Regions from separate parts of the Mus musculus genome. Here regions 2, 3 and 4 are each linked to region 1. Evidence: chromatin contacts called from public Hi-C and promoter capture Hi-C data. All regions are on one chromosome and are shown on one strand. The core of a region is the stretch at or near the end of the contact, and the rest is flanking DNA. Distances in the headings are between cores, read along the strand shown. Region 1 holds the start of Arhgap11a (Rho GTPase activating protein 11A). Region 2 holds the start of Lin7c (lin-7 homolog C (C. elegans)). Region 3 holds the start of Kif18a (kinesin family member 18A). Region 4 holds the start of Spred1 (sprouty protein with EVH-1 domain 1, related sequence).

Region 1 (6,973 bases), core at 3,737-6,236:
GCCGACTTCAGCTCAATGTGTTTATTACATAGGCTTAAACAAAGAGGTGGAGTTATTGCATACTGCAGAATAAGCAGGCAAGTTATTTCCTACAGGAAAAAAGAAGCTGGGTTTACGATATTCAGCTAGATCAAGAAAGCAATCTTGATCTAACTACTAATCTCCTTAGGAGCAGTCTTTAAAGAATATCAGTCTTCACTCCAGGTGGGGTGGAAGGCTATGGTGGACATTTTTTAATACACTGCCAACATTTGCCCTCAGTCCCCAAAGAAGGCTTTGTCATCTCCTCCTGAGCCTCATTCTGTGGAGAAAGTGTTTGTTTCCATTCAATCCTCCATGGCTATGAAGCTCTGGGGCTGTTGACATGACTGCACCCATAAGCAGCATGCATTTACTCGGACCACAGAGTTAGGGCTTTTTCTGTTTGGCACAGGTGTCCTATCAAGTCTATGTTCTTTCTGCCTCTCCGTAACTCAAGCCTTGCCTTGCTTATCACACCCCCTTCAATACCTAACTCAGACACACTCATCCTCACTGCTCCTAACAGCTTTCTCCAAGGCTACCAATGCCTTTCGCCTCACCAAATCAACCAAATCACCAGATCAACGTGAACCCACTGTCTCCTCACACATCCGACCACCCCCTGCTCTAAAGTGTCCTTTCCACTATCCCTCTGGCTGTCCTGGTATCTCCCTGAATTACTGGTTCTCAGGCTCCTTCTAGGTGTCCCTTCTTGATGTCTACATGTGGAATGACGTGAGCTTTGTTCTCCTTTTTTGAAGACGAAGTTTCATGTAGCTCCAACTGGGGCTTCACACTTTGCTGTGAACTGCAATTCCTCCAGTCTCCAAGCGCTGGCATTACAAATATTAGCCACCATGCCTACCTGGCTCAGGGCTTGCTCTATCCACTGTCTCTCCACAGTGGTGACTGGTACAGCATACATACCTAGCATCCTTTTTTCCCCAAAAAACAACATCAAGCTTTTTTCACTCTAATATTTTCCTTTGGAAAAACAGAATCCTTCCCTGTCCTTATAATCAGCCTCATGTTAAGGGGTGGAGGTTCAATTTTACCAACAAACTAATCTCAACCAATTTGAACTTGAAACTCAACAACCAGCACCAAAAAATTAGAAAGTACACCAGCTGCAAGCAGTGACATAGCTGTACTGACAGTGATTAGATGTCAGCCCGAGGAACAGGGTGACTGGCGGCTGGGTTTGTGTTTATTTCCAGGCAGCCAAGAGATGACAAGAGCGTCACCCATTCCTCCTGGGTCTAAGACTTGTCACTGTTATAGCAGCAGGAGTATGTGTATGTGCTGGTGTCACAGCACCCACACTGGAGGCCAGAGAACAAGTCTGTGAAGCTGCCTTCTCCTTTCACCTTTACACACGGGTTTGGCAGCAGGCTTATGCTGCCGGCACCTTTACCCACTAAGTCATCTTTTAGCCCCATAATAACAGGCAACACTCAGAGAGGAAATAATGTGGATGTAAGCAAATGTACACAGCAGCTGTTTTGAAACTATTTTTCAAACCAGTTTGAGATATTCTCTCCATTTTGAAGTCAGCTTACCTTGGAATGTGTCCAAATTCTGGAACGACTGAATGAGGCAAGGAATTAAAGGGTACTCCAAATACCTTACCCTAAAATGACAAGCTTGGTTATTCATAAACTCAGGCATGAAGGAAAATCTTTAACATTAGGCAAATAAAGATCTTAGGAATGAAAACGTTAATAAACTCCAAGCTATCAATCAACCAATACAGAACAATTAACTGAAGTACATTTACTCGCAAGTAACTCCAAGAATTATGCTAGATGTTTTGAGTAAAAAGACACCAAGATTAAAACACTGCCTTCAGATACTCTAGCGCATTCAGCCAGTCATTGACCTCATTAGTGCTTAGACCAGATTTATTCCAAATATTAACCCTTCCCTACGCGACACATTTCTTCAGTGACCTTATTTTTACTCCTCTCTAGTCATCCTACAAATACCAATTTACACAAAAGACCAAGTCAGCTGGTAAATCAAGCAGTAACTCCTGAGTTCCTGCCGCATCTGAGCACTTGTTAAAATGCATCAGATGTGGGTATTTGAGACCTTGATTTTTACCTTTTCCACGCTGTACAGCAAAGTGCTTTGCAGCTATGTCCTGAGGTACACAAGACCAAGATTGCAACATTTAAGGCAATTTTCATTTAGCTACCTCCAGACTCACTTTTTAAGAACATACATTCATAGTTCAACACCAAGGATTCCCAAAGTACTCTCCCGGTTTTGGTGCTTTTTGCCACTGTGCTCCTACTATGAATTTCTTAAAACCATGTCACTAATTACAAAGCTGTGGCTTTACAATGGATTGAAAAAGTCAAGCCTGTATATGCCTGCACACTCAAAATTACGTCAGTGCACCTAACTCCTGCTGGTTTAGTTGAGATGCACCAGCTCTCCAGATTGCTTGCTACTCAGGTCCTTCTGCTGGAGAGCACCATGAGGCATTGCTGATTCAACCCAGAAATGAAATTTTACTGTCCTGTCTCTAGCGCTTGGCTTGTTTGACAAATATTCTAAGCAAAATGATCACCAAGTCAAGAACAATTAAAAATTAGCTCCCACGGGCAAGACTGCCAGCTTTCAAATGCTAGCTTTGTCTAACTTTTAGCTGTGCAATCTTAATCAAGCCATTTAACATTCTCTGTCTCTTATATCTGAGCCTGGATCTTATGTCACTGTGTTATAGGAAATTTGCATCTCATTAGATTGTCACTAGCATTCACAGATGAGTTTATACCATACAACTGTTAATTAGGACATGGGTAACTATCATAGTTGGAAAGGAGGCAAGTGAAAGGTACTGTGTCAGGCTTACCTACAGAACTTACCAGGAATTACCACTTTATAGAACAGAGATGGGAGCTTAGTGAGCATAAACAAGCAGTCCACATTCAGTTAACTGCAAAGCGCAAGTCAAACTCCTGCCTGTCTCTAAAGGCAAGGGTCGGGATTTGTTTGTTAAGGAATGAAAGAAAAACAGCAAATACCCATTTTTAAGGTTGTGGAAAGCCAGTTTTACCAACAGAAGTATCCACCGTAATTTTTAACCATAAACAAACATTAAGTCAGTGTGGTGATACACCTTTCTAATCACAATACCAGAGAGGGGGAAATTGGAGGATCAAGAGCTTTAGCCAGCATCAGTTAGTGAGTTCAAGGCCAGCCTGAATACATAATACAAAATTATGGAAACTTTTTGTCTTCAAATACTACAAAGTGCTAGTAATAAATTACTCACATACCTTTGTTTTGTTTTGTTTGAGACAGGATTTCTCTGTATAGCCTTGGCCTGGTACTCACTCCCTAGACCAGGCTGGCTTTTGCCCTCCCAAGTGCTGGGATTAAAGGAGTGTGCTACCACCCAGCTCCTACTTACTTTAAAATGACTTATTCAGTTTTTCACAAAGTCTTAGAGATAAGATCTCAACCCAAATCTCTTGACCTCTACCACTAAATCAAAAAAACAGCTTATTGGGCCAGTGACAGTTAGACGAGTGAAGCGTTTGTTGCTAAGCCTGACAACCTGAGTTTGATCTCCAAGGTCCACAAACAGGAGAGAATTCATGCAAGTTGTCCTTCTGACCACAGATGCATGGCATGGCATGGCATAGCATGGCATGGGTCCAACAGTGCACACACACAAAAGTAACTGGGGAGCAGGGGGTGGAGGTGAGGATCCTGAGACTTTAGCAAAAGTGAGTGATTAAAACAACACAAAACAAAAAACTTCAACCAACTCTGGTTTCTCAATTTGCTTGTTAAAAAAACAGCTTTGTTTTGTCAAGGACAAATGTTGATGTTGGGTGGGTAATGTCTACTCTGCTAAAGAGATCAGAAACTGCGAAAATGTCGGGCAGCAGGCCTCTTCGTAAATTGCTGGATACAGAAGGATCCTATGAAGCCTATTTCTAAACTTGGCCTGACTGTCTCCCTAATGATTCGTTTGAAATGTTCTGACTGCCCACCCCAGCCTGACAGGATAGTGTGTTCCCCTCCCCCACATACTGCTTGTTTAAAACACGACAGATTACCAGATCGGTGGCACAGTATTTAAGTAGGGAGCCTGGTATCCTATTCCTAGCACTGTAAAACAAAACAAAAACCCACGGCAACATAGGGAGGCACGTCTGATCATCACCACCGAGACTGCATTCTAACCACGTGTCTTTCTTATCCAGAATAAAATGGGTATGCCCTTGTCCCAACACGTTGTAACTTACCTTTATTTCCGTAGCTGCAGTTTCATGTCTCCTGCGATCGCACTGACCGCGGCCACCCTTGACCTTAATGCCATAGACAGCTCGAAGCTGCTGCAGCAGGGCCAATCTGACCAGTCTCTGATCCCACATCCCGAACACGTCGCCTACTCTCCGAGGCCGACTCCGGGTCCTGACTTTCTTTGCCACCAACCAACTCTTCCACTTGCCAAACGCCCTCAGGCTCGCTCTGCTCCGCTGCCTTCCAGCCACCTCTGGCACTCTTCCTCCACTTTCCCTCGATCCACTTACACAGACCTTCTTCTCTCGCGCCTCTCTTCACTCTTGTTTCACTTCCACCAGCCTTCTTTCCGGGTCGCTCAGCCCTGTCAGTTACTTCCACAAACTTCCCTTTTTTCTGACTCTTCCGTTTCCCCAGACTAACGCCTGCAGCTAGTTTCTCGCTTCCGGACACTTCCACTTATCCTCTTCCCCGCAGGGTGGCCTTCCCCGCTCTGATTTCTTGAGATGGAAATGCAACCTTAAGCTACTCCCTCCAGCCGGGCCAGCCGGCTGCTCAGGGATCCCCAGTCCCGGTCCCTGCCCGGGCTGGTCCCCGCCGTCACCCCGTCTCACACGCAGCCTTTCCCCTAGCCCATCAGCCTTGCCTGTGGCCCCGGCCCGCTAAAGCTTAGTGACTCGGCTCCGCCAGCGCCCCACCTTCTCGGCACACATCAGACCCGACGCGACCGCACCTGAGCAGTGGCTCAAATGCCAGCGCCAAACAGCGCTCCGCATCCGATTGGCCCGCTCCTGTTTTCAAAATGAGGACCCTTTGGGGTGGCCAGGAGCTGCCTGTCTAAAAGGTTCCGGCAAAGCCGAAAGCACAGCGAGCGTTGAGATCAGGGTTAAGAAATGTGAAGAGAGTGAGTTCCTCTTTCTCTTTGCCTATTTCTTTGGAAGAAAAATGTCAAAAACGTGTTCAAATATGTTTGCTTTGCTCTTCGGACAATATACTTCGGAGATCCGAATAGACAGCTCATAACCTCCCCCCACTTCCGCCCTTTCATTTCTCCACTAAAGCTAAAGGTCCCGTCATAGGGAAAACCGATTCTACGGAAGGCGGGAGGAGTCAAGTTTAGTTATGAATCACAAACGCCGTTTGTTGTTGTTGTTGTTGTTGTTTGTTTTGTTTTGTTTTTGAGACCCGGACCCAAGGTCTTAGAAGGGAATTGGAACTGTGAGCCATTGGTCCTTCTTTGGGAGACTGGTGGTATTATTAAATTTTCTTACATAAGGTAATTAAGGTAATTAAGCACAACAAAGATGACTTGTCACGAGAGAGTAGTGGAGGAATACGGAGCTGTAGGAGGCAGCTGCAGCAATAGTTTACCTCTGTGGGACTTGGTTAAAGGACCAGAAGTCCTGTTTGCCATTGCCATTACTGAAACCTCAGCTGTCTGATTTAAATGCATGACATCACCTTCTCCTCTTGTTTCCCAGAGCTGCCTTTCCTTTTCCAAACACCAGTAATCCTACTCTCTCTCTCTCTCTCTCTCTCTCTCTCTCTCTCTCTCTCTCTCTCTCTCTCTTTCTCTCTCTCTCTCACACACACACACACATGAGAGAGAGAGAGAGAGAGAGAGAGAGAGAGAGAGAGAGAGAATGTGTATGCATTCAGTCATAACTATAAAAATAACTTATGTTGTGTATATCCTTCTCTAGGCCACGTTGTTCTGGTTCTTCGATGGCTAAGAATTCCTTTTAAGGTGCTTAGGTTAGCTTTTGAATATTAAATAGTGCTTTCTATTTACATCCATGTATGTATGCACTGGATAGTTTTTATGTCACCTTGACACAAGCTAAAATTATCTGAAGGGAGGGAACCTCAAGTGAGGAAAATGCCACACGTTCCAGCTGTAGGGTATTTTCTTACTAAGTAATTGATGGGGAAGACCCATCCCATTGTGAGTGGTGCCATCCATGGGCAAGTGGTTTTCGGTTTTGTAAGAAATCAGTTTGAGAAGGCTATAATGAGTAAATCAGGAAGTAGCACTCCTCCATGGCCTCTGCATCAGTTATTGCTTTCAGGTTCCTGTCCTGTTTGAGTTCCTTTCCTGGCTTCCTTCAATGATGGACAGTGATGTGAATATATAACGCTAAATATCTCTTTCTTCACCATGTTGCTTTTGGTCAGTGCTTCATCACACTGATAGTAACTAATTGGGAACAGAAGTTGGTCCCAGGGAGTAGGGTATCATTGTGACAGGCTTGGCCATGCTGTTATAGGAATATGGTAGATGTTAGGACTTTGGACTAGAAAGGTAGTTGAACATTTGAAATGGATATTACTGGGTCTTCTTATTGGGAACATGGAACACAATGGTGCTGAGAGCAATGTAGATGATGATGGCCCAGCCCAAGAGGTTTCAGAGAAGCAGAAGTGTTTCAGGGTATTTGAACACATTGTGAAACCCAAGATTGTGAACTAGAAAAACCTTGTGGTGTGGCTCAGCCCTAACACACACCTTTAATCCAGAGCTAAATAAAGTCAACCCTAGGTCAAGAGGCAAAGCAAGTAACCAAACTGACAGGGAGTGAACATAAATAAATAAACAGAAGCGTCCTTTGAGTTGAAAGGTGCACCATGGAGAAAGAGAAAGGCTTTTTCCTTTTGGGATGTCCCTGAGTAGGATGGTCAGCTAGGTGCG
Region 2 (7,001 bases), core at 2,586-5,085, 4.0 Mb before region 1:
GTCTTTCATTTTATTAAAATCCATCTTAGTCAGGTTTGTAGTGGCAGGTGCCTGTGTTCCTAGGACTTTGCAGAGTCAGACAGAAGGACTGTAACTTTGCTTTTTGAGGTTTGAAGATTTGTTTTATGTGTATGACTGCTCTACCTGCAAGTATGTATTCACACTATATACGTGCCTGGGCATCACAGATATAAGGAGAGTGTCAGACTTCCTGGAATGGAAGAAAATTTTTACCTGTGCTCTACTGTTCTGCCTCATTATGTCTTAATGACCCTTTATAAGCCAACTGTCATCCAGTTTTAGTGGATCCTCTTGCTCACAACTTCCCTTGGGAAGACCAAGTCCCCAAGGCTGCACCATGCACAGAAGTCAGGGTGCAGTTTCTGAGACATTGTTGGCTTATTTTCTGTATGATTTTATTGAGGTGGCTTAGGTAGAATTCTCCCCTGAGCAATAGAGACTCCAAGGCCTGACACTATTACATATGCTATGTTGTACTTCCAGACAGTAGTCTAGCATGGCTGCTCTCTGAGAGGCTCAACAAGCAACTGACTGAGACAGAAGCAGATAATTACACCCAGCCAATGGTCTGAAGTCCGGGACCCCTATGGTTGAATTAGGGAAAGGCTGGAAGAAGCTGAAGAGAAGGGTGACCCTATAGGAAGACCAGCAGTCTCAACTAACCAGAACCCCTAAAATCTCTCAGACACTGAGCCACCAGGCAGCATATACTAGCTGATATGAGGCCCCCCAACACATATACAGCAGAAAACTGCCTGGTCTGGCCTCAATGAGAGAAGATGCTCCTAACCCTTGAGAAACCTGAGGCCCCAGGGAGTGGGAAGGCCTAGCAGGGTGAGGTGGGGTGGAATGGAGGTATGGTGGGAGGAGAAGAATGGGATGAGGAACTGTCAGACCTGGAAGGGGATAATGGTGGGATTATAAAAAAATTAAAGATAAATATTAAAAAGAAGAAATGTGGGTAGTCATCATCTAATCTATCTATTTGACGATCTAGATACTACAGAAGAGCATACAAAAGCAGCCTTCTCTCTTGTTAAACTGAGTCATATACTTCTGCCCTTAGCCCAGCGGTTCTGATCATGGGATCACCAAACACAAAGTAGGGCTACCCGCATTAACTTCTGTTTTTTTGTTGTTGTTTTTGTTTTTTTCTTTGTTTGTTAGTTTGTTTTTTACCTGTGGCTTTGTACTGAGACTACTACTGTCTTCTTTCTCATGCTTCCATCTTGCAGGCCACAGATCATGATATATCTTATCTTTCATGATCACTTGAAGCAATCTTTACAGTAAGTCTGTGTTCCATGATTGTACACACATGTGAGTGTACACATTCTGTTAGTTATGTTTCTCTAGAGACAATAATGAAACAAGTATTCTAGGGTCGTCTTAATTGGTTCTGTTTTCTGAGTGCTGAGACAACTGCTCTGTCACTAAGCTACATCGGCAATATAACTTCCTAATTCTGATGGAGCATGTTTCCTAGTTGCTTTTGAGAAAGTATGTATGGAAAGTAATTTTTTAGAAGAATTTATATGTTTAGTATGAAACTGTGGGGCTGGGGGTTAACCCAGGATATCAGACATGCTAGACAAATACTCAACCACTGAGCTATACCCATGCCCCCTAAAACGTCTTTCAGTATGACTTCTCTCCTGATAATTTTATCAGCTTAATAAGTTGGCTCCTTCCCTTTAAAAAAACCACACATACCTGAGAATCATAAGTCAGTGGTAGTAGCACACTGTTTATGTAGCTTAGGCTGAGGTCATACTGGATTAGAGTAGGCCCCTGGTCTCCTCCCCTGGTCTAATAGGACTGGTCTCCTTCTAAGAAAATGCTCAGACGAAAATAATAGTGAGACTGCCATGTGAGTATGAAAACAAAGACTGAGTGTGATGGTTGGCATATGTTCTGCCCAGGAAGTGGCACTATTAGAAGGTATGGCTCAGTTGAGGCAGGTGAGGCCTTGTTGGAGTAGGTGTGTCACTTGTGGGTGTGGGCTATCACAGCAACTTCCTAAGTGCCTGGAAGTCAGTCTTCCACTTGCAGCCTTCAGATGAAGATGTTGAACTCTCAGCTCCTCCTGCACCATACCAGCCTGGATGCTGCCATGCTCTTGCCTTGATGATAATGGACTGAACCTCTGAACCTGTAAGCCAGCCCCAATTAAATGTTGTCTTTGTAAGACTTGCCTTGGTCACGGTGTCTGTTTACAGCAGTAAAACCCTAACTAAGATGCTGAGTAGCACAAGTCAGGAACACCAGAGACTTCCAGAAAACTGCTAGAAAGCCAGGCAGAGACAAGGAAGGGTTCCTGTAGATTAGAAATGAACATAGTACCTTTATTCCTGACTTGTAGCTCTCAGATTTGTGAGGCAATTATCTGTGGTTTTAAAACATTCCGCTTGTTATACTTCACTATGGAAGCTCTAGAAAACAAGGAGGGAATTCTAGTTTGAGAATTATTCAATTTTCTGTAACAGTTTTATAGCTTGCAGAGTCCTTCCAGCTGTGTTAAGGAAAGAAAGTGCATCCTGTTTCAATTTCTAGTCCTTAGAAGGTGACCTTTTATTCTCTGGAAACTTTTATGGTCTTCTGCGTAAGCCTGGAATTCTGGGATTTTTTGTGTGTTTATCATCAAAGACATGGAAAAAGACTACTCCAAAGGAGCAGAAGATAGAGATAAAGCTCAGATTTGTGTAGCTTGTACAAGTCTGCAGATTCGAGTCTCTGGAAAAGTAAGTAATGTGTAACCCCAGCTCATAAGAATAGCTCCTGTCAGCCAAGAAAACCTGTGTCATTTGTATGGAGCATGAGGAAGCTTGAAGGCTACTGCCCAGTGGTGGGATTCAACTACCTAATAACAACATGTAGAAAACTGCAGTTCAACGGAAAGAATGGGTCACCTGCAACCAGCTATTAAAACAATCCTGTCGTGCAGGTGTTACAAACTTAACACTGGACTATGATCTTTGCTACCCAAATCCAAGTTTCACAAAAATTATTTCATTGAAATTAGTGACTAAAAATATTTGGGTCCACCAAGTCTTCAAGAGTGGCCCTATGAGGATCTGGAGATGACAGACAGTGCTGTTAGGAGTACTGGCTCCTTTTCCAGGGGTCCTGGGGTTAGATTCCCAACACCCACAGGGCAGGTCTCAACCATCTGTAACTCCAGTTCCAGGGGAATAGATGCCCTCTTGTGGCCTCAGGTTTGTAAATGGTGCAGATATACATAAGGGCAAAACACCCATTAATATAAAAATTCTTACAAATTACAAAATGTACCCATAAAACAAAATCTATGCTTCATCCTTCATTCACAAGCAGATTTTGAATCGGCTAACTAAAAACAATACTTCGTGTATACCAAAGCGTTCTCTCCCGGTTGTTTTTTTTCCCACCTTTCTGCTCAAAGAGAGTTTTAGATAAAATTCGAATTGTAAATTTTTTAAATTAGATCAAGCTAGGATATTAAGAATTTATAAGAGGACTCGGACATGGGGAAACCAGCCTAGACGGTCAGAGGCTGCCGTCGGTCGGGTAAGGGCCGGAACTAAGGTCCTGACTTCCCCGAGGCAGGGGACACTCGGGACATCGGTTCTTTTCAACCTCAGGTTGTTGGAAGTGGACGAGCACAGACCCACGAAAGGAGGCCACCCGTCGGTCGCAAAGCGTCCCCGGCTACCGCTCTGCGTAGTTACCCGCATCCTTCTAGCTCTCGCGTTACTACCATCCTCGCCCTTCCGCTTTCTCGGCCTGGTCCACCGCGGCCCCTCTGTCGTCACTTCCTGTGGGTCTGCACCTCCGAAGAGAAGATGGCGGCGCTGGGCGAACCTGTCCGGCTGGAAAGGGGTGAGTGCGGCGGGGGTCGCGGCCGCGGTGGGTGGGGCGGGTCGAGACTACGAACCGCTCTGCCTGCGGGCCGGAGCGGAGGCAAGGTGACCCGGACGCTGAGCCCCGGAAGCCCTCGGCGGCCTCGGCGCCGGGCGCTGCTCGCGGGGGGCGCTGGCTGGCGTTTGAAAGCTCGCCAGAGCCGGCCGTTGAGGCTGGCGGCGGGCACAGCACGGCTCAGCGGCCTGCCCACGGCTGTAGGCACGGGCGCTCCCTGGGTCCGCACCGCAGCATCGGCTTTCAGCTTCATAGACCCTAAAAGCCGAGGCCACCACGCAGCCCGGCACTGTCTACGGTCAGTGTGCGCGAACAGATCAGTGTGGCCTCTTGGCCTGGTTCTGCCACTTGGCCGACACAGACACATTCCCGCAGAAACTCCCTCGCCCCCATTTAAAACTCAGACTCCTTCAGTACTGTGACCACAGCCTCCGGGCTTTGAGTTGCTCTTTCCTAACTTTCGCACCCCTCCAGCCACGGAGAGGATGCTTACAAAAACAAAAACAAAAAACAAACAAAAAAAAAACCCTCCAACTGACTTGATCTTGGGAAGGAGATTACATAACTAGGTGGAGTAGTGATTTGATTGTAAGTCACTTTTAAGTGCCATGCAATTCCATACTCATAAACCCTACACTTGGAAACCTGGTTGGTTGATTGCTTCTTAGAGCAAACAGCCAAGAAAAACCAACCCGATTGAAGAGAAGCCTGTGAAAAGACTCTCCCAGGGTCCAGTTGCAGCTTTCCAGTATTGTACTCTGTTCTGCCCCAACTTAAATTTCAGACAACTGGAACAAGCTTTGTACAATTCGGTAGTCATAGTAACCAGAAAGTACCAGTTAAGCATTTCGAGTGCTGTTGGCAAACATCGCCTGGGATGGAGTTTGACATTGCATATATTTAGTATTCACAATTATAATCTCAATATCGTCCAAGAAGGAAATCATTTTATAAAATTTGTGTATGTAATAGAACCTCTTTCCTCACACACTGTGCTGATTATGATTCGTTTTGCTTTTTATTGTAGTGACCATGGGAGCCTTTTGTTTCTTTTTAAATAAATGAACTTGTTTGTGACAGGGTAGCTTGGGAAAGAATAAGGTAGGCTTACAGCTGTGTCATTTTCCCCTCAAGTACTACGGTGTCAATGTGCTTTGAACACATTGTTACACAGGAACAAATCTGTTGGTGTTAACCAGAAGAGTTGCAAGTTTCAAACAAGATGGCGTTCTTTTGTATCTTTAAATGAAGCACAAAATGTGGACCTTTTCCCTCTGACATCTGCTTTTTGCTGTTAGGAAGTTTTTCAGTTAAACAGTAGAAAGCTCAAAATATTGGTAGGAATGAAGTCCTAGTTGGTTTTTGCCAGTTAGCAGGATAAGCAAGGCAGTTGGTGTCAAGTCCGATTCTGATCAAGAATTCTAACAGACCTAGCATATTCTCAAAAGTTCCACAGTACAATTCCACAGCAAAATACCAGTACATATGACCAAGTTCCTGTTTGCTTCAAAATCATCAAAGCACAATTCACTGGTGCACAAACTTAATGAGCATATATTTGGTATAGAGTGTTTAACTCATTTCTAAGTGTCTCCCTTCTCTCTACCCTCTCCTATCTCCTCTTTTCCTTCTTCCCACCATGTTGTATTGAGTTGAGAGCCTTGTACATATTAGGTGAGCACTCTGCCACTGAGCCGTTTTCCCAGCTGTATATGTAGGATTTTAATGTGGATAATGTATTGTGACTGTAAATCAACAACTGCTGAAACAACATTTACTAGCCATTCTGGTGGTGGGACATCAGAGCAAAGCTGGTCTGTTTGATTAACTGATTAATAGCAGTTTAAACTTTTATTATCTAAAACTGAATCAACTTTTTGCTTCTCTACTAAGTTTATTTGGACTTTTTCATAAACAAATGCAAAGTCCTAACTAATTCTGTGAAGTAAATGCCTGGTATTTTGTTGTTGTTGTTGTTGTTGTAGTTGTTGTTGTTGCGGGATTAAAGGTGTGCGCCACCACGCCCGGCTAAATGTCCGGTTTTTAACGTGGCATGAAATCAAAACTTTCCTCTAGTTAAGTCAAAGTATGCAAGGATCAGAATATATAGGATAGTATATAGACTTATATAGACTCTAAGGTATCCTAACCTTTGGAGCCAAATGAGCACAATTCAAACTTACTTAATTAAATTTAATTAGAATTTACTGCTACTTAATTAGCAATAAGAATATACTGAGGCTGGGGTTCAGAAAAACCTTAGGAAAAAACTCAGAACAGAGATTGTGATTAATAGTGTTATAACATGAAGTTGAGTTTTCTAAAGTTCTTTGTTCACATTTTTTACATTCCCAATGACAGTTATCTAATATGCTAAATGTGTCTGTGTGTGTGTGTGTGTTTGTAGCTCTTTCATATTTTTTTCTTTTTAAGTTGTATATGTTGGGAGACTTTGGAGAGGGGCGTGGCAGAAGAGGGTGTCAGGTCCGTGGAGGTTTAGGTAATTGTGAGATGACCAAGTGGGTGCTAGGATTCAGGAAGTGCTGAACTATGTCTTTGGCCCCTAATACTTTAATATTTCTCTGTATAGCCCTGGCTGTCCTGGAACTCACTCTGTAGACCAGGCTGGCCTCAAACTCTGAAATCCGCCTGCTTCTGCCTCTCAAGTGCTGGGATTAAAGGTGTGCGTCACCACTGGCCGGCTTAATATTTCTTAAAATTAATCCATACCAAGGAGACATACATCTGTGCTTGTGAAAGCGTTTTATTTCCTTTCCCCATATGAGGAAGGCAGTATTATTGCTGTTTTACAGTGAAAGACCATAAAACAGGCTAGGAAACTTTTCTGAGGTCACAAGCATTAGGACCAGGTTGATAAAGCTATTTTCGTTTTTTCCTTTTCCTTCCTGTTTTGTAAACCCTATCTGGACATGTCTGAGTTAAAACACTGTTAGCAAACCTCTCAGTTAGCTGCATTTCCACATGTTACTGAAGAATCTGAAGGTTCCCTTCAGGAAGTCAGCACATGGTCTCTTGGGTTTTTATTGGGTTTTGGTTTTGGGTTTTTTTGTTTGTTTGGGTTTTTG
Region 3 (7,156 bases), core at 3,137-5,636, 4.6 Mb before region 1:
GAATGATGTGACAATGAAAAATAGTGACAATGGGGAGGTGGCAAAAAAAAAAAAACTAGAGATAAAACTCTAAAGGGAATTTCTAGATCTTAAGCATCAACAAATTTAAAAAAATGGTTAATTACTCTTTAAGTTCTCCAGATAAATTACAAAACTCAAGTACAACTACCCTTTATTTTAATTTTTCAAAATAATTGTCATTTTTTTATTCAGGTGTAAGTGCCAACAAATCTAAACAATATTCTTTGTGCCTCGCTTGATCATTATCACAATTCTTGGAGTTAAACATAATTATTCCTATATTACACATTGAAGAAACTAAATAGCTTGCCACATAGTCAGAGCCATAACTGTAACTGTAATGCAAGAGGCTTATCTTCAGAGCCTGAAATCTTTTATCTTCAGTGTTACAAACATAACCTAATGGAAGTATTTAATGTAACCATGCAATTTAAAGGTACAGTACATAAACTATGTGTATATATAGTATCTCTTGAATTATATTGTTAATGGAAACAGTCTCCTATACCTTGGAATTATACCTAAGTAGAGTTTATACCTAAGTAGAATTATACCTAAGTAAGGGCACACAGTATTTAGGCAAAATAATAGAATCTGGAATAAACAAGCTATACTCTATGCCCAGTTTTAATAACTGATTTTTATATTTGGGGCTACACAAGAATGCAAGTACCCACAGAGGCCAAAGGCATTGTGTCTCCTCCACCCCACCCCCACACCCCCACACCCCCAGCTACAGTTACAGGCAGCGGTAAGTAGGATGATGTGGGTGCTGAGAACTGAACTCAGGGTCCCAGCAGAACACAAGTAACCACTGAGCTGGCCCTTGTGCAGATTTGACTTTTGTTTTTGTTTTGTTTTTGTTTTTTTTTTTTATTTGTTTGTTTGGGTTTTTTTTTTTTTTTTGGAAGCACTGCTGCCAATAAAAACCTCAAAACAATGTGAGGGTAAAGCAATAAAAATGGACAACAAATTGTTTCTACTGGCATTTTATTCTTTACTGTACTCAAATTTCATGTATTTAACTACATTCAAGATTAAGTATATATGTATATAGATATACATATATATGTGTGTGTGTGTGTGTGTGTGTGTGTATATATATATATATATATAGCTTGTAACCCAGGTAAACATGGAGAAGGGGTTACAAATAGTTGATTATTTATATATAGTTTTTAGATTATTTGTAGTAACCCTCCTTGTTGGGATCGTGCCGTAAAAAAATCTTTTGAGTTCAAACTGTAAAGGAAATTCCTTCTTTGTAGCCCAGTCTACTACCAAAAAAAGCAGATCTCTCCGCAATCTTGTGAGCTTGTTTAATTTACTGCCAGTCAGTAAACCTGGCCTCTAAAGCAGATGCACTGTTACTGGGTCATTTAGCTTTTCTACATGGGCAAGGTTCCCTGAAGTCCTGGAAACCACAAAATTGGCCATGTTCAATTGTGGGAACACAAACAGGAGCCATATAAATAGAACTTCCTTCAGGATGCTAACAATTACTATTAGTCCCGAGAGGAAAAGTTACAAATCTAATTTTAAAGCTAGAAACGCGACCTAGGGGGCTGGAGGCGGGGGCTAAGGCGGGGAGGGGGGGGTGGAAAAGGGAGGATGCGCCCCTTAGTCAAAGGATCTCAGCCTTCCCTGGCCAATCTTAAAAGTGAAGGGTGGGAAAGCTGGGGTTCTCCAAAGCCAGGCCGGCAGTACACCGGAGGGGACGGGGGAGGGGCTTATTTCCTCACAGGCGGGGGATTCACTCCCCACAACCTCAACACCAAAAGTGCCCTGTCTCCAACCCTGAACTAGGGACTTCTCCTCACCTGAGGCAACAAAAACAACAAAAAAAGTTGGGCCGGCCGCGATGCTAAAACGCAGAAGAACCTGTTTGCGTACACCTAAGTCCCGAGTGGGGGAAACTTGTAAGAACGGACAGACGGCCCTCGTCCTTCCGTCGGAGCAACTGAAGTGTGTCTGCCTTTAGTTCCGCTGCTCCCAGCACCTACTTTGAAAGGGTGTTGTGGGTCAGGGGTTTCCAAAAGATCATCCTGGAAAAACAAGATCTCACTTTTAAGGGTTTTGGGGGGTTTTATTTTGTTTGTTTGTTTGTTTGTTTGTTTGTTTGCTTGCTTTAAGAATTGTTTTGATGTCTGGCGAAAGTTTAAATGTAACTTTCAATTTTCTGTCTACTATAAAATAATGGCTCCATGCATCATCCAATTTCTAACCAAAGGTGGAAATTTCAACCTTCTTAACCCTGTACTTTTGGGAAGTTCCGGTCCCCTACCCCGACTCTTTAATTTTGTTAAAAAGCATGAGGTTCTCTCGTCCTGTTATTACTTCTGCCAAATTCATGAGTTGACAACTGCACAATAATAGTATTGGTTGTATTGTTAAAACCTCTCTGTTTTAACCAAATGTATGATTCCTGGAGAGTATGGATCTCATTAGTGGAACCCTGCTATCAAGCAAGTGCAATGCAGAAGTGAAATTAAATGGGTAGTATTGGGATTACATGTGGCGACACTTGTAACACTAAGAAGCCTATATAGTGTGAATGTCAAAACAAGACAAAGATGGAATGTACATGCCTACTTAGTCATTTACCAATATAATTTTTCAAGATAACAAGATAAACATATTTTCAAACTAAATTAAAATATATTATAGTCACTTGACCTAGAAAGTATTTTAAAAACAAATGGCTAATTTTGACTTGGTTTCTTTTACAAGAGAAATACTTCCCTATAAAAGTTTTTCTAACACTTCAGTTTTCTCCTAATAAAATCAAAACAATATGTTTATATCTTATAGTCTGTTTTGAGAATAAAGTAAGGTAATGTTTAAGGGGTTAAAAATATGCCTGAGACACCAAAGGTCAAGCACTATATATGGAAAGAATATTTAAAACAAAATGAACTCTCCTCATTTTTTTTTTTCGAGACAGGGTTTCTCTGTGTAGCCTTGGCTATCCTGGAACTCACCCTGTAGAGCAGGCAGGCCTTGAACTCAGAAATCTGCCTGCCTCTGCCTCCCAAGTGCTGGGATTAAAGGCGTGTGCCACCACTGCCTTGCAAACTCTCCTCATTTTTATTACCAAACCAATGTCACAAAAATGATGATGGCATTAGTTGGTACATATACTATAATAAGAAATAAGTAGTCACTTTATTGACGCACTCTCCAGGGCTCAGAAAAAATTCATAAAACAAAGAATAATGTATAATTTGCAACTCTCCTGATTTTCTTCAGTAGATTTAAGACATAATCATAATCTATGGGATTTCAACGTAAAAATGTGACTAATAGTACTCTGCACTGCTGGGTGTGGTGGCCTATGCCTTTAATCTCAGCACACAGGAAGCAGAAGCAAGAAGATCTCTATATGTTCCAGCCCATTTGTGTCTACATGGCAAGTTCCAGGCCAGCCATGACTACTGGGCAAGACCTTGTTTAAAAATATAAAATAGATTAGATAGATAGATAGATAGATAGACAATAGACAGACACATGCATAAATCCTCTGCCCTGTAACATCCTATTTTTACAGAAATCTAAACTCCAGGAGGGAAGGGATGCTGACTTCAGTGTGTACTAATATGCTCCTAAAATCTGCAAGTAAGAGTTGCTTACTAAATAGAGTCATATAAACAATAACAATGTAATTCAGATCGTACTACTAAATTTTTCTAAAGGGTTGAGAATGTCAACTGATAAAAGGCTTGCCTAGCCAACAATACAAATATAAAATACCCTGCCAATTTTTTAATATTCCCTATGTTTTTAATGCATTTTTCTTTCTAATGTATACATTCAGAAATAATGCAATCTGAAACAAGAAGCCCATGATCCAATAATGTGACTAGGCCAATATATTTAAGTGATTTTTAGTTTGTAAGGTCATACTTGGAGCATGTTAAATGCTGGCAAATAGCAAATATTTTCGCAAATACCAAATATTTTTAATCAGTAATAACGGGAGCAGGCCAGGAAACCCTGACAAAAGAAGACTTGGGACTTGTAATTAATTCACATGGAGGCACCATACCTTCCAAAGCCTGAGTCCTAATCCTTGGGAACTTGACTAATCAGAAAGGGAAAAAGGACAAAATAACCCAGGCCCTTTTACAGGCCCGCAGACTCCGCCTCTCCCCCTAAGAGAAACATCACCCAAAGCCCAGGGCACCCCAGACCCTAGGACTGTGGCAATACTAAATATCCCAGGTGGCTGCTTCCCACCTGCACCGCCGCCCGAGCTCCGCCCACCTCCGTCACGGCTGCCGGAAACGACCGCGCGCGTTGCCACGGCGACGCCCAGGAAAGTAACTTCTCCTCCGGCATCTGAGGCCCAGCCTCTGGCGCCAAACTGCGAGTCGCTCAGGAAAACGTCTGACGTGCTGACGTCATCCGAACGGCAGCCAATGAGATGGATAGCTGGGGAAGCTGGCTTGGGTTTGAATTTGTGGCTGTGTTTGGAGCGCCTGGAAGCCAACTCTGCCAAGTTGTGACGGTCACTTCTTGTAGGTGAGTGAGGTGGGCGCTGTGTCTGGGGACGCGTGGGTTGATTCGAGGGTCGCCGGAGTGGAGGATCCGGTGTCAGGCGACAAATTAGCTTTCGGCGGGCGATGCAGGTCGAGGGTCCCCTCGGTATTGCGGCTTGGAAAGACCCGGAGCTACCGAGTGTGCATGACAAGGCGAGCCTTTCTCAGCACCGAGGTTCTAGGCTTCGCCACTGAACCCCGAGGGGAAGCTGGTCCCTTTCTCAGACTTAAACTGAGGACGCTCACAGTTCAGCCTCCTAGAGCGTGAGGTTCCTTCCGGATTCCAAATTCAGAGTGTCCTGCTTGGGCTGCACATGGGAGTGTGCGACTTCTGGGCTTTACTTCATGGGAGGAGCTTTTGTGCAGAGAGGCTGTCAGGTCAGTCTGGAGCCCAGTTGTAGCCTCAAGCAAAACCGGCCCTGACTGCTCACCTGTGATGCTGAAGGTCACGGAAAAAAAGAAACAAAGACAAAAAAGTGCCAGGAGGCCAGAAAGCAGCCTCTAATCCTGCAGTTTCTGCAGCCTTTTCAGCAGGAGCTCATTTGCCTTGCCTAGTACAAAAAAAGCCAATGCTGACTGTTGCTCATTATAATATGAATGGGGATTACTGGAGTAGAACTAATTTTGTTGGTGACATCAGTCCACTTTGTCCAGTTCCTACCTTGGGTTTTGGAAGGTTTTCTTGACCTTTGATGTTAGAGAATATGAATCCCACAGAGCTAATAAATAGTACTTGCTATTGAATTCAGTGTATGAAAAGAACTATTTCAGTCAGCAGGAATGATTTGCCTTGAGAGGTATTCTCATTGAACCAGTATTTACAGATATTTAAGATTTTTTTATTTTAAAGAGCATTTTGTCCCACTGTAGTTATACTTTTCAATAGACACTATAAATTGACTATGCTGTTAATGCTATGAAAGGCAATAGAAAAACAATTGGCCCACCACCAATACTGATAATCTTCCCTCGTGTTAGTAAGGCAGTCAAATCAGTGACTGACAGAAAGGTTTAAGCCAGATAGAAACTGTAAATGAGGCAAGGTCCCTGTTCTAAACCATGTCGAATCAGAATTTTCTACCTGAGTTGGGAATAATTCGTAGCTATGTCATTGTGCTTCTATACACCTGTTTGGAAGCATTTTCTTTTTCTCAGTCATGAGATTTGGATTTGTAGCTGGGTCCGCTTTCTGTCATATTAGTAATAACATTTGGAAACATTACTAAGTTCCTCCGTATGTGAGGCAACCTTGCATAGTTATTATGCGCGTTGAATGACTTGGGTATGAAGTGTCTGCCATGGTTCCTGGCAGAGAGTAACTCATGTGAGCATCACTGTTACCACCATACTGACCTGGGGAAAGCCTTTCAATCATATTCATTAAGAATACTTACTGTATGGTATCAGAAAAACAAAAGGAAAAAAACCAAGTTACATTTCATAATTCACTCCTTCCAGGAAAAACACAGAGGTGAGCAGTGATGGGGAGTGGGGTAATAGATTCTAATCCAAACATACCAACTAAATAACAATTCACAGGAAGGGGAGTGCATGTTGGCAGACTATTAATTTATTGCTGCAGTCATTACGTGATATATGTATAATGACAGTGTATATCTAGAATGTGTAGAATCCTTAATGCCACCTAAGTATTTTTATTTTTTTTAAAGGAAGTATATAATTTTAATTTTTATGTAGAAAATTCTCAGGGCCTATACATGAGTAAATTACCTTTTGGATTCTATGTATTTTTATATACTTTTATTAATTTAATTATTATTTATATTTGAGAACTGTATAGGTTTAAAATAATAATCCTATTTGCCGTCATTTCAGCATTCTTTTTCTTCTTATATTTCCTAACATATAGATTAATCATACAATTTTGTAGCAGGAAAGGCTCTTAAATACCATTTGCTCTTTAGTTTGAATATTGCCAGTTAGAGCCCCTTCATCATCCTCTTTTATACTCAGTCTTTCAGGAATGGATCAATAGTCTACTGTAATCTATAGACTTACTTTATTCCCACCAAAAAAAATCTTACCACTGGCTCTTTTGTTTCTTCTTTAACAGCATACCATTTAAGATGGAATATGACTTAATTGATCAGGGTCTATACTGTTCTCAAAGCATTGTCCAAAAAGAATTTGCAAATCTTCATCCTATTCCACAGATAACAATTATCTGTTTCATATTAAACATGGTCTTTGTACTTGATATAGAATCAACTAGATACCAGACTTTTAGCCATGTTTGAAAAAGAAAACATCACTTTAATGTAGGAGAAGGGAATCTTTGCTTTCTGGTGCCCTAGCTAAAGAACAAAGAGGAATAGGAAATAAGATCAATCTTAAAATCTGTAGCAGGTTGAGACACAAAGTTACACTTGACATTGTACTTCTTAAAACTCCTTTAAGAGACTGTCAAAATTTCTTCTCAAGTATCACTTGAATCCTTACTGCATTTTAAAATAACTATAGAAAGTTCCAATTAGCTTTAAACTCTTTAATCCTCATTAACTATTTTAAAAGCTTGGTCCCATCCTTATTCTAATTTTATCGTTTTAAACAATGAAAGATTGACCATAATTTTAAAG
Region 4 (7,836 bases), core at 1,069-3,568, 3.3 Mb after region 1:
TGGTTATTTGTTGAATGACTGAACAATGCCGAGTGCTTTTCAATTAACCTTCACATGCCATCACTTTGACATGGGCTTTAGAACTTCTGTTTTATAAAATTATAGTGAGAACTGGACATACTACCACCTCAGAATTTGTACTAAGTGCTTTATGTGTGTTGCTAGCCCATCAATCCATATAAAAGCTCTGTGAAATAGATGCTTATTAGCCACATAAACTAGACAGAATTTAAGTGAGTTACTTAAGAACAGGCTCTGGGCGATCAAGCTCTCCCCTCCCACCTCAGTACTGGGGATTTAGCCGAGGGTTTCAAGTCTACCTCTTCCCACTCCAACCCCGGGCCTTCCACTACAAGGCTAGAACTTTGGCCCCCTTTTCATTTTAAATTTTTATATTGAGACAGGGTTTTGCTAAATTAAGGAGGCTAGCCTTGAACTGGTTCTGTAACCCAGGCAGACCTTGAACTTGGAATCCTCCTACCCCAGCCTCCACATTAGCTGCCAGTCTGGCCCGGATTTAAACATGAGCGGGCAAAGCCAGTTAGTACCTGGAGAACAGACTAGCACCTACACTCTGGAGTTCAGGTTCTTCACATCCTAAGATCAAGTTCAAAATGGTAGGAGTGGAGATCTCTTCCCACGCTCCACTCACTCACTCCTTTTTCCCATCCCCACTTGTTCCTAAGATGAACAATCCTGCAGACGCGGCTGGAAGTTATATAAAGAAACCTCAGTGATCCACGGTATGGGTTTTTGGTGCACGGCTGGCTGGGTTAGCGCCTTTATTCCTTCGTCAAACACACATTAGGCACTCTTATGTGCACAGTACTGTTAGCACATTAGTGTGTACTCATTCGGAGGAGAGCAGCAATTCTGAGGCTTCCTGGAAACCTTTGGCTGAAGAGTGACGGTTTCCTTAGGAGGCCCGCTGGACTTCTTCCCTTGGAATTGTTCTATCTCTCAAGGTGGCTGGAACAGGAAGCTTCCTTCCCCGGGGGTTAAGTAAACTTGAGAACAAAGTGAAAAGCCTATCGCAAAACCGCCTAGGGAGACGCCACAGGAACTTAGGAGCGCTAGGGAGTCAGTCCCCCAGGCCATCTTGTGTATAAGCTGACTTCTTAGAGACAAGATAATAGAATTTATAGAGCTAGGAGTTCCTAGCCCTCCGGTCACAAAGATCCCAGGCTCCAGCCCTCAACCTTAGAAGGTTCTTGTGCAAAAAAGATCTTTTGGGATGATTGCATACATTGTCCTCTGACAATGCAAACGTGACAGCTGCCTATCCAACAACCGTTCCGCCTCTGTTCGCCAAAGTTCGTGCCACACAGGCTTCTCCTGCGCTATAGTTATGCAACCTCGCTCGCAGCGGGAGTTATTTCCTGTGCTGCTGGATGCGCCAGATTCATGTAACCCGCCTACCCCGGGCTTCAATGGAAGCCGTTCTCCATTAACAAGCACTCGTGCTTCCAGAGATGAATGCCCAGCATTGCATGCTGTTTGCGCAGTGAGGATCGCGCTGCGAGGTATTGAAACCAACTCTTTCTACACACACACACACACACACACACACACACACACACACACACACACACACACACACACATCACACGCACACAACTACCCTTGTGCAAGAAGCAAGGGAACTGCAGCAATGCAACTAGAGGGACAGCAGGAGGAGCTCGCTTTGCAGTCCTGGCCTGTAACCCCCACTAAGAGATGAACTCATGCCAGTTCCATTCTTTGCAAGAAAAACACAACACACGCGCGCGCGTGCACGCGCACTGAGCAGTACGGAGTGGCCTCCCGATTTCTTCCCCGAGCACACGGTGTGCTGCCCGCTTGTCCCGGCAACCCGGATATCCCAGGCCGAGTAACGGGGACTTGAGCGTCGCAACAATGCCAGTCCCGGAGCAGCTCGGCTCACAGCTCCCACCCCCGCCCCCTTTCCTCGGCGTGCCAAGAGTTTGGAGCGCGCGCACGCACACGCGCGCGATGCAGTGCAGCGACATATCCCTCCGCCACCCTCCTCGCCCCGCTCCCGCTGCCCGACGATTTGGGAAGCGAGGGGAGGAGGGAACTACTTTCCTGAAACTTGTTATGCTGCCCACGATCCAGAGCTGCAGTGATTCGACTGCGGGCCGCGGCTTTTAGGTTTCCCCCCGACCCCTCAGAGGCCCCGCGCCTCCGGCTTGCAGCCGCGCCCCACGTCCGCCCAGCCGCACCCGCGCGAGCCCCGGCGGCCCAGAAGTCGCGAGGGACTACTTCGCCTGCCTCTCCCGCGGGCGCCCCCGGTTCGAGCGGCGGAAGGAGCGGGCGGCGTGAGCGCTTCCGCCGCCCCCCTCGCGGCTCCCCTCTCGCGGGCGTGAGGAGCGGGCCGCCGAGCAGCGCTGATCTCGGCCCTCGTCGCCGCCGCTCGGCACTGTGCCCTCGGGCTCCGACGCTCGCCTCGCGCCCTGCCTGCGGCCCCTCAGCTGGAGCGCGTCCGAGGCAGCCCCTGAGGGCCGACCAGGCGCGCCGCGCGGGCAGCCGGCGGCCAGGCGGGAGATGGTGCGCGGCACCTCGGCGGGACCGCGCCGCCTCCCGCAGCCAGCGCTCGGCTGCCCCCCGCCGGCTCCCGCCGCCCGCCCGTCGCCGCGCCCCTGAGAGCAGCACCGCCTCAGCCACCGGCCGCGTCCCCCTCAGCGCCCGCAGTCGCCCGCGCCGTCTCGGCTTCGCACTCGACCTCGGCGCGGCAAACCGCTGGGGTCGCCACGGCCGCGCTTGCTGCCGCCGCCCCCCTGCGGGGGTGGCCGGGCTGCCCGGCTCGCGGGGCACCGCTCCGAGTGAGGCATCCACCATGGTGAGGCCCCCGAGCCGCTGCCCGCGCGCCCCGCCGGCCGTCGTCGCCCGCCGCCCCTCGGTGCCGCCGCTGCCGCTGCTTCCCTGCCTGCTGTTGCTCCTCCATCTCCTGATCGGATCACGGTGAGGGAAAGATGAGCGAGGAGACGGCGACTTCTGACAACGAGTAAGCGAGCCCTGGCCTGGTTGAGCCCGGGGGGCAGCCCCCTCCCCCCAGCCCGTCCCGCCCGGGAGGTGATAGATGCCCGATGTGTCGGGCCATTTTCTTTAATGGCAGCACCCCTTTTCATTCGTGCATTTTCGCCTCTCTGCTTGGGGAAGGGTATCGAGTGCAGTGCAGAGGCGGCGTAGCAGTCGGACGTCTCCGAGACAGAGTAATAATGTGGGTAGCTCAAAGTGGAGTAGAAACTACCCTTTGCCTGCCCTTCACTCCGGCGTCAAACCCGCCCCCCCTCCCCAAACACCTTGAACATCCAGCCACCCTGCCTCTACAGCTATTTCGCTCGGAAACTAATGTGTGGGAGCACCTCCAGCCGCAAACTGCTCTTGAATCCTAATTCGATGACTCAGTGACTCCTAAATACCGATTAAGCCTTCGCCCCCCGCCCCACTTTTTAAACTTATGACCTATACTATTCTAGTAAAAAGATAGGGTTAGGGAAACATTTTAAGAATTAAATAGGATTAAGGACACCTGGAGTGTGGGCGATGTTGAGCTATTGTGTTTTTTTATTATTATTTTTTTAACCTTCGAGAGTATTGAACCCGTCTTAATCAAGAACAGAGTAATTAAAAATTTTGAATGCTAGGGTTTGGCTTCCGTCTGTGATAAAGTACGGTTTACATTGCCGAACGCGTTGGTGACTTCATCAGAGCTTGATCCATAAGTTTTTGCTTTTTTGGACTGTCCTTAGGTTTTCCAAATGAATCACCGTGCCTTTTAAATATTTTGCTTTAATGTAGCAGCCTCTTGAAGGAATAATGGGGCTGTAAGAGTTTCCTGTTGAGAGTTAATTTGGGGCCGAATTTTGGTGTCTGTTTTTTCTGTAATTGAATTCAATTTTTGTTTGTATTTGGAGGGCTATGAAGAGTTAAATGAAGTCTAGTCCTTAGGATGCATTCCTTTAAATAAAGTGCATTCCTCAAGTCAGATCTTTTCGAGAAGGCTTTAAAGGCCCGTTTACCATAAAATAGCAGAAAAATGCCGAGCAACGCCCCCCCCCTTTGAAAAGCACGCATTGAGGAGCGGGTGTGGAAGGAGGTGGATTGCTGCAGTCAGTGCAGTCTAGAAGCAGAAGTGGCCGCCATGTTCTCTCTTTTTGTGAATCGCCCTCATTTGCATAGCACACTTCATTCATAAAAAAAATAATTAAACATCCATCACCTTGGACAACTTGAAAGGCTTTCCTAAGAAAACCACTCGAAGCTTGTTTGTCCTTGTGTAGATTTTTGGGTTCAGGAAGTGAGGAGAATTTGAAGTTTTAGATTAAAATTTGGAACATACGCGCACACACAAACAACTACCCCAGTTCTCAGAATGTTGACACAGTTATGTGGGAAATATCAGTTCGGGGAGGTGCTGGGATCACGTGATCGCCTCCATTCATAAAATACCTGGCTGTCCATTCACAGTGCAGTACACTGTCACTGCCTTCCGCAGACTAGATCTATTTTGAGCCAGATCAAGAACCCTGTCTCAATGCTGGGCTGAGAAAAACTGCGGAAATGCTGAAGGGAATGACGGGAACTTTTATTAGTATCTTGCAATAAAGCAGCTGGGATAAAAATCTTATGATCTATTTTAGAGATGGGGAAAGATGTCTTACCATTTTAATAGTTTAGAAAGTAGTATTGCCTTACTTCGGCCAAAGAACAAATGATGGGTGTAGATTAAAGCAAATGTAGAATATATTGTTTCAAAACAGGCCTTTTTTTTTTTTTTTTTTTTTGGTACTATAGTAAATTGAAAGTGCAAGTAAGTGTATGAAAGAGATCTCAGTGGATAGAACCGTTGTTGAACTAAAATGAAAAAATATTAATGATTGTTTTAATTCTCAAGATACTGATGCTTTCAAACAGCCCCCACCCCACCTCCAAATGTACTTATGGGCAACTGGGAAATTATTCATTCAGATTTTTAAAATTGTTTTCACAAAGATATACTGCCATATTAATACATTGTCCTGAGGAGCCTTGTAACTGTTAGTTTGGGTAGTAAAAGGGTGATCTATTTTAGCATGTATTGTCCTCTGAGAGCTTTTTCATGGGGCAAAAATGGGTGGTGGTGGTTAATGAACGTGAGGAAATGATTATGTTCATCTGCTAATAGTGGCTGCTAGACCTGACACTGTTTACTTGAACCTTGGCTCTGCCACAAAGTGGATTTCTTGGAATGTCCCGTTTAATCTGGTCATTGTAGAGCTCATCTTTAACATAGGAGGTGAAGTTTTGAAATGAAAATTCATTATTTGTAATCACACATTAGGAAAAAACGAGAGATTCAGTAGAGCCCTCGTGGGCTTAGGTTTGGTTTAAAATGGCCTTGTTTTAATTTTGTTCTTTTCTCTCTTTTCTTAAACTATCCTTCATAGGGATTTGATTACAGTAGAAATTATTCCTAACACTTTATTGCTTCATCTTTTTCTTTGTTTCTAGCCTTTTAAAGAAGATGACTATAATCAATTTCTCGGAAGATCGTGTTAACTTCTAAAAATTGACAGCCACTATGCTAAAATGTAGTAGGGCCTTTTAGAGCCCTCATTTTGAAAAACCGTTATTTGAATTTAGATTTTGTGTGTGTGTGTGTGTGTGTGTATAAATAGGTAACTGAGGTACTTACATATCTAATCAGGAATTAGTGGAAGATGTATTATATAAAAATGTAAAAGGCATCTTGACAGTGATAAGTCAAATGAGGGAAAAATGAATGAGGATAGGATGAAGCCTTAGATAATCGTTTCAAATTCATGTTTAAAAATAAGATTTTTTAGGCAGGTCAGATGGCTCAGCTGGTACAGGCACTTTATACCTTGCAACCTCATGACCTGAGTTTCATTTCAAGGACTTACATGGTGGAACCTGTTCCCACAAGTTGTACTCTGACCTCCATGTACCTCTACATTCAAAACAATCACACAAATAAATGTACTAAAACATTTTTAATTAGATTTTTCAAAAGACAGTAAGCATACTTTAGAAGTAGACTGCTTTATGCCACAAATAAAGGAACGAGCAATATAATTTTATTTTTGAGGTTAATACTTTATTTTCTGATGCTCCAAATATTTCCAGTAAAGATGTACCTTATATATAATGGATTAGCCTTTTAAATACAAATTTGAACTCCTAAGTATATATTATGGAATGCATAGGGCCTTGGTAATTTGTTGTTGACTGCGTATAACACTGCATGGCCTTTGCCAGTCTGACCACAGTACTGGGAGGAGTCAAGTAACTGTAAAACCAAGCATTTTGTTTACTGTGTGCACATCAGTCAGAACCGCCTGCTGTGCCAGAACTAGGCTTTTTAATAGCAAGCTAGAATTTACAGTAATTTTAGACTTTTAATTAAAATTGGATCACTTGAGATAAATTTGTTGTAGTATAATCTATGTTAGAACCATTTTTCCTGTCAAAAGTAAATTTTGTGGTTATATCATATAGTACTTCTTTAAAAATGTACCTCGCAGTGTCATTATGTGAGTATATATATTTAATTCCATTTGTCTTATATATGTATATGATTATGCATACATTATACATATAGTTAGAAAGTATTCTAGAGCTGAATAGAAGGAAACATTGGGAAGCTGTGTAACAATTATTCAGGTAATTATGTTTATGTGGGTATCATGGATACATAATGTAAAATTTGTTTAGAAGTCAGTGGAGCTCAATCCTTGTTCACCTTCACTTCTCCTTTCTGATAGAAAGCTTTTGGTTTTGAATTGTATGTTTTAAACTATGCTAACCTAACATGCTCAAAAAACAAAACAAAACAAAACAAAAAACTTGTAGAAATAATTTTCCCCCAGAAGACTCATTTATGCCGTGATCTCCAACACTGTCGTCCTGTATCATTGTGTACTTGATCCGTACTTATAGTGAGATTTCAAAAATCATATTCATTTATACATTTTTATGTCTGTTATTGCTTCTTCTTTCATAATGCTTGTTATACACTTGTGTGTGTGTGTGACTTTTTACATTAGGGATCATTTAGCTTTGTTAGAAAATAGGCTCAAAATTACGGGAAAATAAATTATATTATCTTTTAAAGAAGATTTACCCTTTTATTTCCTAAGGCCAAAATTGGCTTCATTTTTGACATGTTATATTTTCTCAAGTTTTAGAAATAATAGTTGAGACCTAAAACTATTCTGGATACTCCTGGATAATCACTGTGCTGGGCTCTGAGCTATGCACTGTATCAACAAAAAGGTACTCATTTATCTGATTGATTTAAAAGATTTGAAAGTTCCTTTCTTTTACAGCTTCTCCATGGTGCCAACTATAATAAACTGTTAGGAATAAAGAAGCCTGTTGTTGGGGAAAGGGTAAACAGTATAGGCTTCCTCACTGTATGCTGTTGCTGGTGGAGGGGGAAGACTCTGGGGGAAAGAGGGACTGACAACCTAGCTCTGATTAGGGTAAGGTGGCTAATAGGTCTCACTGAGTGTTGGGTAGGCTGATACTCAGAGGTCTACATTTCTTCTCTAACCTTCAAAACTGCCAATATGAAAAATAGTTTACCCACTTGAGCAAGAAAACTAGTTCAGAGACAACTTATTTGTTGTGCTACCATGGGATAGCAAGGACTAACATTTGTTATGTAATTGTGTCCTTTACATATGACAAAACATGATATTCATATTTTGGATTTTTTCACATCGTTCCAAGCACTGTGTGAAAAGCTTTATTTAAGAATTACATAGTTAATATTTATACACACACAAATACAACACACCCTCACCCTTTTTCTGAGTGGAATTTCATAGT

The links. Promoter capture Hi-C pulls out the DNA fragments that hold promoters and counts their contacts. A called contact is a pair of places that touch in the nucleus more often than the background predicts.
Region 2: a contact with region 1 is called in a promoter capture Hi-C map of pre-B cells. The contact joins the promoter of Lin7c here to the promoter of Arhgap11a in region 1. A contact is called at or near these places in 1 of 39 promoter capture datasets (pre-B cells) and 1 of 484 Hi-C or Micro-C datasets (B cells).
Region 3: a contact with region 1 is called in a Hi-C map of cardiomyocytes, with 10 times the contacts expected there. The contact joins the promoter of Kif18a here to the promoter of Arhgap11a in region 1. A contact is called at or near these places in 1 of 39 promoter capture datasets (pre-B cells) and 2 of 484 Hi-C or Micro-C datasets (CD4 T cells and cardiomyocytes).
Region 4: a contact with region 1 is called in a promoter capture Hi-C map of pre-B cells. The contact joins the promoter of Spred1 here to the promoter of Arhgap11a in region 1. A contact is called at or near these places in 2 of 39 promoter capture datasets (hematopoietic stem and progenitor cells and pre-B cells) and 1 of 484 Hi-C or Micro-C datasets (B cells).

What each region holds. Positions count from the first base shown.
Region 1 is chr2:113,843,675-113,850,647 of GRCm38.p6, forward strand. It overlaps Arhgap11a (Rho GTPase activating protein 11A), which reads right to left and starts at 4,987. Exons shown (of 12, transcript NM_181416.3): 1 at 4,287-4,987; 2 at 1,581-1,651. The coding sequence starts at 4,415.
Region 2 is chr2:109,887,043-109,894,043 of GRCm38.p6, forward strand. It overlaps Lin7c (lin-7 homolog C (C. elegans)), which reads left to right and starts at 3,836. Exons shown (of 5, transcript NM_011699.3): 1 at 3,836-3,879. The coding sequence starts at 3,843.
Region 3 is chr2:109,276,352-109,283,507 of GRCm38.p6, forward strand. Kif18a (kinesin family member 18A) reads left to right here and starts at 4,387. Exons shown (of 17, transcript NM_139303.1): 1 at 4,387-4,542. It overlaps Mettl15 (methyltransferase like 15), which reads right to left and starts at 1,939. Exons shown (of 6, transcript NM_029790.3): 1 at 1,842-1,939.
Region 4 is chr2:117,118,753-117,126,588 of GRCm38.p6, forward strand. It overlaps Spred1 (sprouty protein with EVH-1 domain 1, related sequence), which reads left to right and starts at 2,319. Exons shown (of 7, transcript NM_033524.3): 1 at 2,319-3,004. The coding sequence starts at 2,973.